Regions from separate parts of the Triticum aestivum genome. Here region 1 is linked to region 2. A link is a contact called in public Hi-C data. All regions are on one chromosome and are shown on one strand. Each heading gives the region's core, a stretch centred on a gene start, on an enhancer-like site or on the middle of the called end of the contact. The rest is flanking DNA. Distances are from core to core; before and after follow the strand shown.

Region 1 (6,268 bases), core at 3,188-5,687, 630 kb before region 2:
AGAGCGACGAGACTGAGAGGTGGAGAAAGTGGCGTAGAGTAGAGTAGACAGTGGAGTGGAGAGTAGAGCGAACCATGAGCGAATGATTGACGGCGCTGTTGGACGCGACGCGTCCCTGTCCCTGCGCCTCCTGTCCGTGCGTCCGTCAGTCCGTCCTCGGATTCAGGTCAGGATCCACAGCTCGCTCTCCAGTCTTTCTCCTGTGCCGTTTCTGCACGTAAGGTGGCGCCACTGTTGGATCGGCGCCCCCAGAGATTCTCATTTCGTGGCCGGCCGGCAGCCATGGCGAGCTTCATTATCTGCTGATTAAGCTCGCTAACCCCTGTCGGTGAGCGAGACCGTGCAACGGCAGCAGCTGTTCTGCTCACTGTTCTCTGTCTCGGTCCGCGGACTGTTGCCTGCGGATCACTCGGAATGGATCCACTGCTCGTGCATGCTCGCTGTCAAGCGTGCGTGACATGCCCTACAGGAAATCAGGAACAGCGTCTCCTCTGTAGGTCTGTGCGTGTGCGTGGGAAGATGCTGGATGCAGAGTCGATGCATGTAGCATTTCTGAATCTCTGAATGGCCGGAGGAAGAACGAGATTATTGTGGAGTATCAGTGGCACTGCATTTCTGAATCTCTGAACGGCGTAAGAAGAACATTATTATTCAAGATTATCGGTGGCAAACTGGCAACTAGCTGAAAGAGCCATGATCGCCGATAAGTATTAAGTACATACGCGTTGTGTTAAGGACAGAACCGGGGGTTCAGTTCAGATCGATGAGAAAAAACTACGGAAACCAGCAGGCAGGGATGGATCGCAGAAGAAAAACATGTGCATGCATTCATCTCCGCGACGACAAGCGTGGCGCCTGTACTGCACCTCTGCGGGATCTTGTCACTCTGCGGTCTGCGCATCTTTATCGTGCATGGCACGTACCGCCATTAAAACACGGCTGTGGGTCCGTACCGCGGAGACTGTTGCGGAGCAGCGGCGGCGGCAGAGGCCAAAACAGGCGACGAGACGATACAACTGCGAGTCTCAAGGACAAGTTATGAATGCAAATGCAGGTACGCAGTGCAGTGCAATTGCAACTGCAACTGCCTCGGCGCCTCGCTGTTCAACGATCGCTCCACCCGAGCGTCATTAATAACTTGGACGCATCGGGCCAATATCAGGCCTTGGATGGCTGCATGGATGCGTGCGAGGCAGGCACGGGTACTTGCGTTGTGTTTATCGCTTGTTCACATGAGCACCCAGTTTAGAATCAGATAAAAATGGCCCTGTTTGGATACTCTAACTCGGTTAGAGGTTAGAGTTAGATTCTAACCCTGAACTAACTCTAACTAAAAAGGTGTTTGGATGAAAGGGTTAAATTAACAGTAAATGCTCTTTCTCAATCATTTGGCTACTTTGGACACTATTTCCTGCCGGATTTGGCAGAGCGGAGCAAGCCCTGGCCGAGGCAGACGGGGACGCGCCCGGCAAGGAGCCGCACTGGCCTCTCGCGCAGCCCGCCGACCGAATCCGCCGTCCCTGCGCAAGGAGTCGCGCTGACCGAGGCCGACGGGGACGGGCCACGCATGGAGCCGCGACTACTTATCGGCGGGCGGACGGGCGACGAGGGGGTTGGAACGGGGGGATAGGGCGAGGCTGGTTACCGGCAGTGGACGGGAGCGCGTATACGGCAAGGCGCCTTCACGGGCTATGCGAGAGGGGGGAGGGAGAGGGCGAGAAGTTTCGAGGAAGTGGGGAGGGATCTGCTGCGGGGAGATCAAGAGAAAAATGTGTTTTTTAGTGGTCCCAGGAAAAACTAACCCAAATAAGCACCTTTTGGATGGGTTAAATTTTTTGGGTGCGTTAGATCCATCTAACCCAAACTAACCCTCCCGTTTGGATATTTTTGAATTAGTTGAGTCCAAACTAACCCAAACTAACTCTAACTCATTGAACCAAACAGGGCCAATGTTGGAGCAGTAAAATACAGTCCACAATACTGTATTCATCTAGTTCACTTAACAGTCTACGCGGGGCAAAATGAAAAGGGTTTGCCCACTTCTCGTTGCAGTCTACGCACGATACAATCTACACGTAACATTATGCGTAACAGTCCAGGGCATCTTCAACGCCGACTCTTAAAATGGACACTGTATTTCGCAGACACTTGTGCAGAAGCTGACAATCCAACCCTATCCCTTAAATGTCCGCTCCAGTATTTTTTAATCCACAACACTCAAAATAATTATGAAAAACAGTAACCAAATATCCATAGTACAACATAATTCAAATATAAATATTACGTGTGAGATTATTCGATGTCCAACAAGTCTATAGAATTCATCGATCCCAAATTCAAAGATCCTCCAGTCGGAATGGACATAGGTTGTGCCACATATACTGCCCCTCGAGCTTCGTCCAACAATGTGTGTGCGTGAATGACCTGCGCGCGATCCTGTAGACTGTAGTACCGCACTACAACATGTAGAACAACGTTGGGTGAATGAATGAATTAACCAATATGTAGAGCAACATGAAGCAAAACTTACGATTTCCAAGATTAACGAGTCCAATGACCACATTGTCTTCACTCAGTGAATCACACCTCAAACCTCCATAACGGAGTTGCAGATGATGTACAATCAATGCATTAGCGACTTCATATTGGGCTCATGGATGACGTGCATGTCTTAGGGTGTGACATGCTTTTGCTCATGAAATGAAGCATTCACGCGGTGCCAAAAAGGTCGAGCCTGTTTGCCCCATGCCTACAAAGTCCACCGATACGACCAACCACGCATCACAAACCAACTCATTATTGATCACCGAGTAACCCACCATTGAATTGCTCTAGAAACATCAAAAAGTTCAACAAAATAGCGCAATGTATTTGACCGAACACCTGCAGGGTGTGGTCACTGACATGGGCGGCGTCGACAGGGGTGACGGAGGGTACCTGGTTGTAGAGGGATCCTGTGGACGGTGCCGTAGTCCAAGACAAGAAGGCGTGTGGGTGGGGACTAAGGATGTCCGAGGATGCCTGGGCGGCGGCCGGAGAGGTACAACGGCGACGTCGGACGAGGGTGGTGCGGATGCAAGGCAAGTGGTGAGCAGGGGTGGAGTGGAAGAAAAGTGGACCGCGGGAGGGATTTGAGTGGGTAGGGGGTGTTGGAATCTCAGCTGTCCGGACTCCTGCACCCTCCCCCCAATTTATCTCCGCTTAGCGGGAAAGCGACAATCGGACCGGTCTGCGGACCGAAGGGGTACCGTGTCGGATGGCAAATTGCGTCCGGACCACTCGGTCCAAATGGTTGCAGGTGGTTTGAGGACCGGTGTTAGAGATGCCCTTATAGACTTTGCATTTCGATGGCCAAGCGTTGCCCACATCTCGTTTGTGCCAAGGGTGCACAGGGGATGTTGTTTCAGGGTAGGGCTGCTCGCGTCACCGGCGATGGAGGCAACAAACAAATATGTTAGGGGGCTCTTAGATTTCAGGACTTAGAAAGACAGGAGTGTAAAATACGTAGGATTACAATGTCATGTCCATTTGAATCCTACAAGAAATATCATCTGTTTAGTTGAACATACAAAATATACTGTTCTTTCCAAGAGGTTTCATTGGATGCTAAAAAACTATGAAATGTCCTACAGAGGATTTCTTATGGAAAAATCTCATATACTTCAATTCTACAAATGAAATGACCAACTAGGAAAATTTCCCAAGGATTGTAATGTAATGTTGTTTTTCTGTAAAGGCGTGTTTGTGAAGACCCATGATACTTCTATGCCTTAGGATTATCAGAAAAAGAAACCAAAGTAAATTTTTTTCTAAGGATTTCAATCCAACAAAATTTCTACAAGAATTCAAAGAAAGAAGCCCTTTGTACAAAAAAGAAAAGAAAAGAAAAGAAAAGAAGCCCTGAGGAAAACGTTCGATCGCCGCCACGGCCTCGCGTACTCCACGACGCACAACCCGGCCCAGTCGGTCGGTACTCCGTTCACCACGGTCCATGCCCACTCCAACGCGGGCCCCCAGATATAACGACGCTCGACATCCCGGCCCACCGGCATCAATACAAGCCGCTTGAGAATTGACCCGCATTCACGCCCGCAAGATGCGAGCCCCACGAGCCAGCCTCACAGAGCCCGTCGGCCTTGGCCCCGAGCACACCCAGACCTGATCCCACTCACCACGGACCCACCTGTCGGCGCGCATCGATGCGGGCGCCGGGGCAGACGGACGGGAGCCAGTAAAGGCGGCCGGGCCCCAGGCCGCCATTTGGAGATGTTTTTTCTGGATCCCATCACCGCTCACGGCCCAGCCCTGGCGTTACCCTCCACGCCGTTTCAAATTAAGCACGCGATAAATATGTCACCGGGCCGGCGGTGACGCTACGGGCGGTGACCGGACGCCTGGCTAGCATAGCTTAGCGTAGCTGTGCGTGTGCGTGCCGTTTTGTTTTTGTTTTTGCTGCGCTCGCCGTTCCGCGTGGAGGCGTTTCGAAAAGTTGTTTCGTCACGGGCTTTTCTCCCCAGCCCAGTCAGTCCTGCAGCGCCGCGAGGGAGAGGAGAGATCGCCGGAGGGGCGGAGGGGATGGCGGCGGGGGCGGCGGCGAGCTTCGGGCTGATGGACAAGGCCTACTTCGTGGGGCGGGGCGAGATCCTCAGCTGGGTCAATGCCACGCTGCAGCTTTCCCTCAACAAGGTCGAGGAGGTCAGTCAGTCGGCCACGCTTGCTTCCGATCCCCCATTCCGGTCCCCCGTTCCCCGCGTTCCCCGCGTGCTAGACTGGCCTCGCTGTGTTGGACGGGGGAGTTCGTGGGTGGTGCGGCGTGGCTCGGCTCGGCTTTTGCAGGTGCTGATTTGGGGGCTTTGTTGGTCTGTTTCGATGCAGGCGGCGTCGGGGGCGGTGCAGTGCCAGCTGCTGGACATGGTTCACCCTGGGTTGGTGCCGATGCACAAGGTTAGGATGCGTTCTGCCCCGATTGATCTGTTCTCGAGCGCTGCGCTTAGGCGGCTCGGCTTGGATGGCTGCGATGCGAAGCTCATTTTGGGGGTGTTTTGCAGGTGAATTTCGATGCCAAGACGGAGTACGACATGATCCAGAACTACAAGATTCTCCAGGATGTGTTCAACAAGCTGCGGATAGGCAAGGTACGAGTGATTCTCCCGGCTTGGCTCTTGACCCGTGGATTTATCCGTGATTGTGTCTTGCATTTTGTCATCTGTGAAAGCAAAGGTGATCTGTCTGTACAGTAGTTCGGTTTATATATGCGGTGTGTGGGGATTCAATCTGGAACAGATGTGTGTAATTGATGTCAGCGTGTGGTATAGCCGCAAGATGATTCGATGACGGACTAAATTTGCTGTGCAGTACTCAAGTTATGCTCATTGTTGTGCACAGTGAGGAGGGATGTGGTTGAGATTAAGACCTGTGTTTTTGTGTATTGAAAGCTAATTTTCAAAGTTTGGTTGGGTGAAGTAGGCGTGTGATGACACATTACAAGGCAAAGTTTGGTGTTCTGTGGCTGTCTGTGTTCAGCACTTGACACTTGATATCAGGAAAGGCCTTGATAGTCTGGTGGTGGTTGTTGTTTTAATGAGTTGTGCTTTCTGAATGCTTTGTCGATTTTATGGCCTGTGTTTTAGCAACCTTAGCTAAGGGTGCTTCATCTCTGTACTTCAGCTTCTATTCTTATTACTATACGAGGTAATCTGTAGCATCGAACGTTCTATGTTGTGCTGATTGGTGGATGGATGCTTCTGCAGAATATTGAGGTCAACAAACTTGTTAAAGGACGGCCATTGGACAACTTGGAGTTTCTGCAATGGCTGAAAAGATATTGTGATTCTGTAAATGGTGGAATCATGAATGAGTATGTGCCATGGTTGTGTTAAATGCAAAGATACTGCAATTTGTCAGTAACTATTGAGTTGACAAGACTATTTTCTTGTTTTAGAAACTACAATCCTGTAGAAAGGAGGTCCAGGGGTTGCAAAGAGCGCAGCCACAAGGGTCCCACTAAGTCATCCAAATCACTTCAAGCCAACAGATTATCTAGTGCTAACTCAGCAGATGGAGGTGCCCTGAATTCTAATATTGATCTTGGTACTTGTCACATGTCTTTCTTCTAGTATACGTTTTTCTTTCTTTTTTAGTATGCAAGATCAGTTCCATGCTATTCTTAATAAATTGGTGATGCTCCTTGATAAAACGCAAAGGCATTAATTGAAGCTTGTCATCAGTTATCAGTTTATGGCTTTATGCTCATTTTTATGTGGAATAG
Region 2 (6,432 bases), core at 1,980-4,479:
TGCTTATATCTCGCGTTCAGCGAGTCGAGCTTCCGACTCGCTGAAGTGACTCTCAGTGCGGGTGAGCATTTGGGCCGCCCAGTTTGCGGTAGTACACGCCTAGTTTTTTTTTCAGTTTTTTCATGTTTTTATTTCATGTTTTATTCTTTTTTTTACTTTTTTTTACACTTTCAAATATTCTAAACATATATATTACAAAAATATACTTTACATAATGTTTTGAGAAATGTTAATCATTCATTTGAGAAATGTTCAATGTGTATACAAAAAATGTTGACATGTATTAATAAAGAATGATTTTTTATCATGTATATAAAAATATTAATGAAACATTTGAAAAAAAATGATGAACAAGTAATTCAAAAATGTTAACCAAGCGTTGGGAAAATGTTAAATGTGAGAAATATGCTAACCATGCATTAAAAATGATTTTTTATCATTGTATATAATAGTGTTAATCAAGCATCTTAAAAAAACGTCGACAAGTTTGAAGATTTTAAAAATGCTAGTTAAGCATTGGCAAATGTTAAATGTGTATAGAAAACTGTTGACCATCCATTAAAAAAATGTTAATCTTGCATTTGATTTTTTATAAAGCATTTGTAAAATCTTAAATGTGCATAGAAAAAATGTTGACCACCCCTCCTGAGCAACGCCACTGCGATTGGCCGCCTCCTTCAAATTGGGGGTCCCTCAAGGGTTGTATAGGCGATCATGTGCTGGCGGATGCACCCAAGGCTCAAGGCAGTGTGCAGCGCGAGGGCTATGTCTCTCTTATTGCGAGACAGAGCTCCGTCCCGCCTCAAGGTTTTCGTGTTGCGTCATTACTGGGCCGACCCATTTCTCCCCCGTTCCGTGGTTTGTTGCGAGTAGTTCTCTTCTTCTTTGATGGTGTTACGACTCAAGAGTGTCTCACCTCTCTTGTTGTCGGCCCAAGGAGGCCGTCCGGAGGCCCCCAGATCGGTTTCTGCCCTGGGCCATCATGCCAACCCATGTGCCTTATAGAAGGAAGATTTGAGAAACCTTGTCGTTTAAGACAAGGAAGACGGTTCCGTAGAGGACCCCCTCTCCACCGACGTAGCTGATTAGGACTCTTGTGTAGAGTAATCGTAAAGCTAACCCACTCAAATGCTTGTAGGAAATCATGTATGGCATCTAAAACACCAACCAAATTGAGCTAATACAACTCAAACAGAAAATCCTCAAATCAGTGAAACCCTACCCTAACCCGAGCCATGAAAATAGGATACACCTTCCTCCTCATCGAATCATCATAGTTGGGGTGGGCGCTCTGCCTCATTCCATAACGGCATGGTCGCCACGCAGTCCTAGCGTCGACGGCGAGGGCGGTGAGTCTTCAATCTGGATGAGAGGGCGAGAGCGTCGACAGAGACTTTGAGCTACTAAAAATATGTATATCAAATTAATGACTGAGTTTCAATCGCATAGAGCACGGGGATTACACTCTTCAAGCACGAGGCAGGGCGAGCAAAGGGCTTGTCCACAATATACAACCATCATTCAACTATTACAGTTCATTCACCTGATAACATAGAGATCCAGTTGTAATGAAAACCACCACTCGGCAGTCCTTTAAGAAATGCCAACAAGTCATTTGCTCTCCTTTCCATTCACTTCCCTACTAGTAACTCAGAGGACACACTGATGTCAAAAAAAAAAAAAAAAAAAAACTCAGAGGACACACTCGATGCCATCATAGCTGACAAAGGACTTGTGCCTGACCATCTGGAGTTCGGATGATCCATCCTGCACCACCTCCATACCAGAAGCTCCGCAGATCATCTCCACCCCAGTAAACACAGCCGCGACGCCACTCGTGACCTCTTCGGTGTCTTGGTCGCCGATGTCAAATATTTTGGTTATGCAAAACTTGCGCGCTCCCAGGTACAGCAGGCTGCTCCTTATCTGCACCCAGCCTTGAGGAGGGTCGAGATCTGGCCAGTCACTAAGCACCTTCGGAGCCCCGTCCAGATTGGAGAGGTCCAATGCGCACAAGTAGTGGGGACTCTTGTCGGCTATGCCGAACAAGAGGTTGGAAAGCTCAGGGACATGCTCAGCCCTGCCGTACAAGGGCAGCGCCCAGCGACCAGCCTTTTCCCACTTGCGGCTAACCGTGTCGAAGCAGTAGGTGCCGACAGGGTTATGCTCAGGGGAGGAGATGCAGATGGTGGAGCCATCACCGAGCAGCGTGTAGGACTGGATGAATGTGGAGTCATAGAGTGGGTCGTTGACGTACGGTGGCGGTGGGAGCACAACCCAGTGCCAAGTCTTCTCGCCATAGACGAGGACCTCGAAGGTGAAGGAGTTGCGGCTGGGGGCGGATCTGCTGAGAACGTAGAGAGCTTCAGCGCGCTTGGGGTCAATGGCGTCGGTCCTGGGGATGGAGAAGGAGGCGGGGCTGACTCCCTTAGGTTCGTTAAGGTTGGGAACCGGCTGGAGGGAGCGGCCGTCCGCGTTGCAGAGGATGGCGCTTCCGGCAGAGTCCAGGCAGAGCAGCTTGCTATCGTGGCCTCTGCCTCCTCCATAGAAGGGCAGGAAATCGAGCCTCTTGTACTTTGAGCGGTATGACTCGAATCTGAGCCTGGGCGCAGGCAACCGCGACATGACCTCCATCCTGGATGCCGCTGATGTTGCTGCTGCTTGTGCTTCCGCCGTGGATCCGTAGAAGAGTTGCTCCTCGGCCTTCATGCGACTCACCGTATACAATCCGCCTCTGCCATACCTCTGCACCGCATTCACCAACTGCCGCGCCTTCATTTTAATTCCCTCTGCTCCTAAAAAAGGAGACCCCAAATGTTGATCTTTCTTCTTCCTAAATAAAGGATTACAATAGAATTAGATACCGGAAGGCGAGTCGGAATAGCATCTCAAAACCAACAATCAACAATAGAAGAAAAATTCATGGTGAATGATACCCTACAGATCAGCCACAATCAAGATCTTGGGAAACAAAAGACGAACCGTCCAACGGGGAAGAGCAATAAGGAGTAATACCTGCGGCAGACAGAGCCAATTCCACGGAATCGAAGTCGGCGGCGGCGGCGCCGGCGAAGATTGGGGTGGGATTCGGAATCTAGGTCTTGTTGCGGTCTTACCCTTTCCTTCTTTTTGAGATACTTTGGGAAATCCCTATATTTTTTTTTTGAGATACTTTCGGAAATCCCTATTTGAGACTCGCTGTTGTCGAGCAAACGCATAAAATCGAGCTTACTGGGCCGGTCCAGTCGTTCGGTTTTCGGAACCTTTCTGTCCGGTTTTACCAGTTTTAGGAAACTTCTAGAAGGTTCCCTGAGCAGTTTTAATTTTTCCTTTTTTCCATTTAAATTTCAAGCTTTTTTCTTTTCAAACTTGTTCGAAAATTAAAAATATTTTTTGCAATTTCAAAATATGTTACTTTTTCCAAAATTTGTTCAGAATTACAAAAAATGTACTCGGATACAAAATTTTGTTCAAAATTATAAAAATGTTCTTCTTTTCAAATTTTGTTGGTAAATTCAAAAATTGCTTGCTGTTAAAACATTGTTCAAAATTTCAATAATGTTCGCATTTAGAAAAAAAATTAACATTTTTTTGGTGTTTCCAAATTTATTTCATAAATTTAAATAATGTTTGCATTTTTAAAGATTGATTCGATTTTTTCAGAAAATGTTCGTGTTTGCGAAAATTTGTACCCTTTTTCATAAAATGTTCGTGTTTTTAAAAATATTGCAGAAATTTATAAAATATTCCCAGTTTAAACATTTCTCGAAACTCAAACTGAAAAATATTTGAACATGCAGAGAACATTTGAAAATGCCCACATTTTTTGAAATTCGAAAACAATATGGATACGCAAACATTTTTTGGAATTCTGAACAATTTTTCGAAAACAGGAGCATTTTTTGGAATGTTCGGCCATTTTTGTTAAATCCAAACAATTATTCGATTCTCGAACATTTTCTGAAAACGCGAACAATTTCTGAATTTTTCAAAATTTGAACATTTCTATCCAATGTTTAAGATTTCTAGGGAGGGGTGTTAGATCTGTAGGAGATGGTAATTCCAATAGTCCACGTGTTCGACCCCCCGCACCCGCTTTCATTTTTTGGTGAGTTTTTCACTGTTTCGTGACTATGGGCTGGCCCAGTCGGGTGTTGTTCCTGTGGGCGCGCGTGAATCGAAGGCAAAGAGGGGCATATAGGAGGTGCCTATACTTTCTCGCCCTAAATGTGGCCAACCTATACCTACTATCTATACCTACTAAGAAAGTAGGAAGTGTTTTGCCCGTCTGTCTGTCATACATTTTACAAAATATACTGATGTTTAGTTTAATTAACCTGTGGTCTAGTATTAAGTGCCGAAATAACTAATAAAGAAGCACTCTTTGCAAAGATCACTCACACCTCCCTAGGTCACGACAAGCGACGCACTGAGAGTTTTTCCTTTTTCTCATAGATCCATTTATTCAAAACGTTTTATCTCTTAAATCGTGCGTCCAAATCTTGAACCGTTTTCACATTTGGATTCCTCGCGTGGAGATCTTCAAAACTAAATTCTATGTTGATAGGTTTTGACCATCTTTTTTCATGACAAAAACCGGACAAAAAAGCCGAACCGAGAGCACTTTTTTTCCTTTCCGAAAGAGGCACGGTTGTACCTCGCGCGGAAGCAGATCCGTGCCTCCACGTGAAGTAAACCCATGCCTCTAGCGAAAGGAAAAAAATAAAACGAGTTCCTTTTTTCCGTTTCCGAGAGGCACGACCGTTGCCTCCCGCGGAAGCAAATCTATGCCTCCTACAGAAGCAAACCGTGCCTCTCTGGAGGGAATATAAAGAAAACATGTTTTCTTTCGTTTTCGAGAGGCACGGCCATGCCTCTTGCAGAAGCAAAACCGTGCCTCTCATGAAAGAAAAAAATATGTCTTTTTTGTTTCCGAGAGGCATGGCCGTGCCTCTTAGGAAGCAAATCCGTGCTTCTTGCGGAAGCAAAACTATGACTCACGCGGAAGGAAAAAAGGAAAACGAGGTTTTTTTCGTTTCCTAGAGGCATGATCACGCCTCTCGCGAAAGCAAAACCGTACCTCTCTCACGGAAGGAAAAATGTGTTTCTTTGCACAATGTTTTTCGATTTTTTTCGAAAGCTAAGAAAGACCAATGGAAAACCAAAAAGCCGAAAAACCCGAAAATAATCATCTAAAAAGCCAAAAACGCGTGTGGAAAATAAAAGAAACAAAAAACGGTGGGAGCGCCTTGACCGCAACACGTGACGGCAGCTGAGAGCGAGCCAAGTGGCGCTCTCAGCCCACCCATGGTGACCGTTGCGGGGCTCCCGAAGGAGTACTCCTCCGTTAGTTGCTCCTGAGGCAAGTTCCCTCTCCTTTGTCTCTCCATGTTGGGTTTCGACCTAACTGCCGTAACCACTGTCGCACGCACTTGGGCGCTGGTTAGTATTCTGCGTTCAGCTAGGCTAGACCCATTTTCACTCTGCTTTCAGCCAGTTTAGGTCTCTGACCTTTATTATTTACAGAGAATGTATTAAACATGGTCATGTTGTAACTTAACAACTGTAACTCAGATTAAAATAATTTATATATGTAATTTGACTAGCACAATGTGTAGTTTCCAACGGTGCCATTAATTGTTCCTATTAACCAATATAAAATTATGTTTAGGGCGTAACCTTAATTAACATAATTAACCTATTAACCAATATATATATATATATATATATATATATATATATATATTAAATTTTTTCTACCCTGTTTAAATCGGCTAGATATATTAAATAAAGTATGTTAGGAGGGACTGCATTGCACCTTTTTTCGCAGACTATGGAGTAGCGAATAGTATTTGTGCTTTGTAGGATTGGAATTCATGACCTCCCCTTTTGTCCCAAAGGCCCCAACCAGCTGACATGAGAGTGTGCTTGTGCTACAAAATAGGTTCATTATTTAATTAAATACTCCAACCTCAACTCTTTGCAGAAGAACACATTAACTTATATATACATTTGTAAATTGCGTGAAAATTGGGACGCCACTGCAAAAACCAAGGAATAGAGGGAGCGAATGAATTAAATAGATTTGGGCTAGCATGACTGTTTAGCTCTAATTAAATAAAATTGTTGGATTTCCATGAATGGTCGCTTCAATATAAAGTTAGTAGGATTGTGAGTAACAACAGATTTCAGGTTTGTTGCTATGATCGAGAGACCACCAATTTTGCATTGGTAATCCATTTTCTAAGACTTTTGTAAGATAACCCAACAAAGGGAGGGAGTAGATTCCAACCTGGACGTGTGTGTTCCTGCTGCCGTCATGTGGCACTATCTGGATGTTGTTGTGCGCATTGATATACGTTTAGGTGGACATGTCAATTGCATCTTCCGTTGTAACACACTCCTAAACCGGATATTTAGGCCCTGAAATGT

The links. A called contact is a pair of places that touch in the nucleus more often than the background predicts.
Region 1: a Hi-C map of leaf shows a contact between it and region 2, with 3 times the contacts expected there. The contact joins the promoter of LOC123054974 here to the promoter of LOC123050415 in region 2. A contact is called at or near these places in 2 of 5 Hi-C or Micro-C datasets (both in leaf).

Annotation. Positions count from the first base shown.
Region 1 is chr2D:614,801,820-614,808,087 of IWGSC CS RefSeq v2.1, reverse strand. It overlaps LOC123054974 (microtubule-associated protein RP/EB family member 1A), which reads left to right and starts at 4,437. Exons shown (of 8, transcript XM_044478860.1): 1 at 4,437-4,695; 2 at 4,876-4,944; 3 at 5,049-5,135; 4 at 5,751-5,857; 5 at 5,942-6,063. The coding sequence starts at 4,576.
Region 2 is chr2D:614,173,895-614,180,326 of IWGSC CS RefSeq v2.1, reverse strand. It overlaps LOC123050415, which reads right to left and starts at 3,229. Exons shown (of 2, transcript XM_044473216.1): 1 at 3,016-3,229; 2 at 1,442-2,833. The coding sequence starts at 3,218. The coding sequence ends at 1,693.